Linked DNA regions of Mus musculus: region 1 is linked to region 2. Evidence: chromatin contacts called from public promoter capture Hi-C data. All regions are on one chromosome and are shown on one strand. Each heading gives the region's core, a stretch centred on a gene start, on an enhancer-like site or on the middle of the called end of the contact. The rest is flanking DNA. Distances are from core to core; before and after follow the strand shown. Region 1 holds the start of Neil1 (nei endonuclease VIII-like 1 (E. coli)). Region 2 holds the start of AY074887 (cDNA sequence AY074887).

Region 1 (2,700 bases), core at 186-2,685, 2.2 Mb after region 2:
CTCCTTGCCTCGGGCTAAAGCTGAGATGTGGTAGGCACTGCTCTCAAAGGGCACCTCCGGGTTCCGGCTGACAGAGGACTTCTCCACACACCCACCAAATACCAGCCCCTTACATGTCTCATTCACAAAGTGGCTGGCCAGGTGCAGCTCTGGGCCCTCTGGCATTCTGAAGGAGGAATGGCTGGGCCCTGTAGTAGGAAGAGGACAACAGGTCGTGCCAGAAATGTCTTGTTCAGTAGGAATTATTACCAAGTTTGTACAGAGGAAAAGTCAGAGACACAGAGAGGCATAGCGCCATATAGGATAGGCAAAGAAATGGTGGCCTGGCCACCCATCCAAGGTACTGGGTACCAGGAAGCTGAAGCTGGGAGGCACATGGCTGTCTTGCTCACTGGTGCTTTCCTTCCATGGCCTCCACACCTCGCTTTAGAATACAGTTCAGATTCTTGCTGGAGCCTATTACCTTGTGTCCCCCAATCCCTCCTACCCACTTACAAACCTGTTCCTCCCCAACTCCTGGCCTTTGCCCCTGCTGCCTCCCATCCCACACACAGTAGGAAGTTTGAAGGAGGCCTTCTCTCTCCCTAATCCACATCTTAACTTAGGAGCTCCCAAAGTTCAAAGCTACTCAGCATCTGTTCTAGCACCTCACGGCACCCAAGGCAAAGCTCGGGTCACTCATCCACTACAGCTCAATCAGGCCCTGAATCTGTCTACATCCATGGAGGTAGAAACTCAAATGTGCGCTGGACCAATGGGATTGACCTAGCCTGCCATGGTCACCCAGGCAGAAGAGAGAGGCTTTCTCCCGGCTGCCTTCTTGTCAGGACAGGAGGCAGAAGTAGGAGAAGGGTAAGCTCCAATCTGTGCACAGCCCTGTTCTCATGGATCCCTGGGGTGCCAGGAAGGACAGGGCTCTCGTTCTTTGTCCTCACCACCCTCCTCTATCCCTCACCTCGCGCTTTGCTACTAGCAAGATCTGAGGAGAAGGTAGGTAGGGAAGACGGGCGGTTTTAAAGTAGACGCGTTGGGGGCTTGGCACCAAAAAGGGTTCGGTTTGCGGAAAACCTTCAGAGTCCTAGTTTTGCGAGGTGTGAGATAGCGCACACACCCAACAAAATTTTGGTTTCTCTGTCTTTCCCGGGCTCCCAGATCCTTTAGATCTTCACCTTTACTGAGACCCCGAATCGCCCCCATTAAAGTTGAATGAATACCTGCTCTGGTTACTGCTCAACCTGAGGCAGCAGCCAGTAAGGGGTTAATCCCAGCAGTCTGCCGAACTTCAGAGCACGCTGGGAAAGGCTAGAGACACTCTGGTACCTGCTGGGAAATGTAGTTTTCTCAGGCAGGCGGCGCAGTATGGAATGGAGTTCCTTATTTATGAGAATCCCGGGTGTTGGGCAAGCTTTGGAGCAGTCGCGTAACCCGGAGGTGACGAAAGAACTGTGAGCAGAGCCTTGTTCCGAACTGGTGCCCGGAGTCGCAGCTGCGTCTGCAGTTGAAGTCACCAGTTAGCCTGGCCAGGATTGACGCCAGCAGCCGGAAACGGCGCTGTGTAGAGCCACAAGCAGCTGTATGCGAGGCATACACAGGTGCAAGATAAACAATCCCTGGGGACCCAAGATGGCCGTGTCAATGAGCAGTCAGATGTAACATATAAACAACTTTATCACGGCCTGCGGGAGCTAGGGGGCCGAGAGGGGGGAGTGCATCCGGCAATACCACAGGGGCTTATATCTGGGGCAGCACTAGGTAAAGTCAGGAGTTAGGCACAAAAGCTTGGTTTGACTGTCACAACCTCAGGCAAAAAAAAAAAAAAAAAAAGTGTCGGCAAGATACCTTTTGCCAGGCACAAGGGATCGATTCAAAGTTCAGGAACAGAAGCTGAGGAAGGCCTGTGTGGCTGCCGCAGGGGTGAGTGGTGATGGGTAGGCTAGGGGAGAACAAGAGGAGAGAAACATTGGTGAGGCTAAGCCTCAAACGTCCCTGGGAGATGGAAGCAGCATTATTAAAACGTATAAAAGAGAAAGAAAGCCTCTGCAGGTGCGTTGTGCTGACCAACAGCGGAGACTCACCCTTTTACACACTTATTTCTCTTGTTCCTCCAGTCACCCATTTACTCATTTCTTATATTTTTTAGGAGAGGACGGTTAAAGAGAGGGTCTTGCTATGTATTCCTCATTGTCCTGGGCCTCAGACTGGTTCCCAGCTTCCCCTGATCTTCTCTTCAGCCTCCTCAGTAAGAACTGGGATGATAGGAAAGGGCCACTGTCGTGGTTTGAATGAGAATGGCCTCCACAGGCTTCCCGTCTCATCAGGCGGCTGTACTCACGTGTTCAAGCATGAACTAGCAAGCTCGCACACACATGGGGTGGGGAGGGAGATGATAAAAATGTCTTAAGAAACACAGCGTGTGGAATATAAGCAGAGTGGAATATTATACACTGCCTGCCACAGGTAGCAGCATAGGTGATTTTGAGGATATTATGCTAGGTGGTAGGTAGGTCAGTTACAGAAGGACAAACACTGAGATTCCATTTATGTGAGAAGTCCACATTAATCAGACACACAGAGTGAGGAGAAAGATTGTTGAAGATGGGGTAGGGGAGGAGAGGTTGATAGTAGGAATAAAGTTCCAGTTGCCTAAGATGAGCAAGTGCAGCATGCGGTCTGTAGCTAACACTGTTGTACAGCAAACTC
Region 2 (2,700 bases), core at 58-2,557:
CACACCCACACACATGGGGGCAGTACATGAGATCATTCACATGTGAAACACTTAGGATACTCATATTTGAGGTTTTTATTTAACTTGGCCAATCAGGACCAGAAAAATGGGCTGGAACTTGGGTCTCATTCCAAATCAGTGTTTATCCTGTTATACAATGGAACTCTGCAAGTTTCTCTTGATTGTTCTTGCTAAGAGAGATTCTCCACTAAATTCCTATTGCAAATATTGCTAATTTCTGTTTGAAATTAAATATATGCTGCATTGTATGGATATTTTACCTTTTGGTCTTTTTTTCTCTCTCTCTCTCATTTTTAAAACAGTCTCACTATATATCCCTGGCTGGCTTGGAATTTACAGGGCAAACCAGGTCCTGAGTACAGGCCAGGTCCCGTCTACATGCAACTAAATTTCTAAGCTTCCCCCTTTAAGAAACCCAGATCCAACCGTTTTGCCTACACAGAAGACAAAGGCCCTGTACATAGTCAACCCACTAGCTCTTCAACCCCCAACATAGGCACAAAAACTAGGTAAGATTGGAAAGGAGAAATGGATGAAGAGAAGTCTTTTTTTCGTTTTTTTTTTTTTTTTTTTTTTTTTTTTTTTTTTTTTCTTTTGTCCGAGACAGGGTTTCTCTGTGTACCCCTGGCTGTCCTGGAACTCACTCTGTAGACCATGCTGGCCTCGAACTCAGAAATCCGCCTGCCTCAGCCTCCCAAGTGCAGGGATTAAAGGCGTGCACCACCACTGCCCGGCGAAGAGAAGTCTTAAACTTAGAACAAAAGTTATCCCAATTAAAGAGTTGGATCTGAGAAAGGAGAAAATGAGGCTAAGAGGAAGAACAAAGGAAAAACTGTTAAGGGGCAAGACTGGAAGAGTAAACGATTTGATTTGTCTATACAGTTGCTACTCTGGCCTCCATTAGAATGGTACAGAAGAGAAAACGAAAGTGGAGTGCAAAGCGTAGGAGGAATCTGGTTCCACTCTCCACGGTATAGACGCTTCCCTCCTCCCTCCAGTCCTCCTCTAATACAGACCGCAGCCAAAGCCGAGGTTGTGCTTCTGCACAGTCCACGTGGGCAGACTGAGCCCGCCCCAGCACTGGGAGAACTTCCGCGTCCTCCCGCCCCGCCCCGCCCCCTCGCAGTCCTGCGCACGCGCGGGAGCCATATTCGCCGCGGATGCTTGGCCATCCGGGTTGGTTCTTCTCCAGCTGAGTAAAGAGGCGCTGATCTGCACCCTCACCGTCTTCCTCTGGTGAGGCTCAGTCCTTTAGGGGCCGCGGAGTCGAGGTGTCTGTCTCCCGGGCGGGGGCCATCTGCGTGGAGACCACGGCCCAGGCCCGCGGCCGCCACCGAGGAGCCGTGGGCACGATGACTTTGCACCCGCCTCCTCGGTGACCGGCCTGCCAGGGACTGGTCCCCGCCGGCCGCCGTCGGGTATCCCCGCGGGGCCTTGACGGCTCGCCTGGGCTCTGAGACCCTCCGGGCCGGTGCGAGGGGTGGGGGCGGCTGCGGCCCAGAGAGTCAATTCGGGAAAGTGGCGCTGCGGGGGAAAGTCCAAGTCTTGTAGCGCCGGCGCCAGGCGTGGAGGTAGCTGTGTTCACAGTCGAATCCGAAACCCGCCGTGGCCTCCTGGCTGCTGTGCTCAGGGCCACCTTTCTGTTTCTCCTACATGTTGGAACCGACTCCTGGCAGGTTAACTCTCCTTAGGCCTGACGACTCTTCTAAAATGTCACTTCCCGTGGTCCTTGAATCCAGCCCGTCGGTGAAGCGGTCTTAAGTAAGATAAAGGTGTTTTCTAACATCTGGGCGCGCAGACCCTTCAAATGTCTGCTTAGCTTTCCAGCCACGATGCCTTCCTTATATCCCATTTGGCAACATAGGAATTGAACTGCCATTTTTCTACTAAGGCAGAGTTTCCATTGCTGTCTTTCGAAGAAACGGAAATAAGGACCAGGTTTACCACCTAACCCCTACACCCCCAAATTTAGGACCATGTGAATTATCCACTTTGTTAACCTTTCTCAGCCTGCTCTACTTGGAATGCCCTTCCTTCACCCCTTCACAATTCTTTTTCTTTGACTTGAGGCTTTTCAACTTACCTTTGCCTCTCCCACCTCTAATTTACTCTCATTATCTGTATTGGTTTCCTAAAATCTTACTTGCTGTCGATTCTGCTTTCCCTCCCCACCCTGAATGTCTCTTCCATGTTGCTTTATAATCTTTGTCTGTCATACCTGGCTGCTAGATTCTGAGCTTTTCAGGACACCATGGTTTACCTTTATTGTGGTGGCCCAGCATCTGTATAGGTCCCAGTGGTGGTGCAGTTCATGTTAGCTGAGTGATGGTGTGGATCAAGTGGTATTAACAGTGGAAGACACTTCTTAAAATTGTGGGGGTTTTGTTATTAATGATCCTGTTTTCTTTTCACAGGAATCAACATAAAGTTCAGAAACCATGGTGAGTTCATGACACGTTTCCTTTAACTTTTGCCTGGGAACATTATGGCTTGTTTGAAGCTCACAGCCTGACATGGAAGAAAATGAAACCAAAGGGGTAGAGGGAGTTGAATGGGGTCTTCCGTCTTCTTTCCACTGAACTCAGCACCAGGGTGTCATTGTATCCAATGCATGGACATCCGGAAGTTGGCGTATGTCAGTGAACAGGCATCATCTCTGTTTTTCCTTTGCAGTCTCGA

Evidence for each region. Promoter capture Hi-C pulls out the DNA fragments that hold promoters and counts their contacts.
Region 1: a promoter capture Hi-C map of cranial neural crest shows a contact between it and region 2. The contact joins the promoter of Neil1 here to the promoter of AY074887 in region 2. A contact is called at or near these places in 2 of 39 promoter capture datasets (cranial neural crest and erythroid cells).

Annotation. Positions count from the first base shown.
Region 1 is chr9:57,146,870-57,149,569 of GRCm38.p6, forward strand. It overlaps Neil1 (nei endonuclease VIII-like 1 (E. coli)), which reads right to left and starts at 1,436. Exons shown (of 10, transcript NM_028347.3): 1 at 1,215-1,436; 2 at 1-188. The coding sequence starts at 165.
Region 2 is chr9:54,949,647-54,952,346 of GRCm38.p6, forward strand. It overlaps AY074887 (cDNA sequence AY074887), which reads right to left and starts at 1,308. Exons shown (of 1, transcript NM_145229.2): 1 at 598-1,308. The coding sequence starts at 1,193. The coding sequence ends at 795. Hykk (hydroxylysine kinase 1) reads left to right here. Exons shown (of 5, transcript NM_177351.4): 5 at 1-278. Psma4 (proteasome subunit alpha 4) reads left to right here and starts at 1,213. Exons shown (of 9, transcript NM_011966.3): 1 at 1,213-1,257; 2 at 2,436-2,462; 3 at 2,695-2,700. The coding sequence starts at 2,460.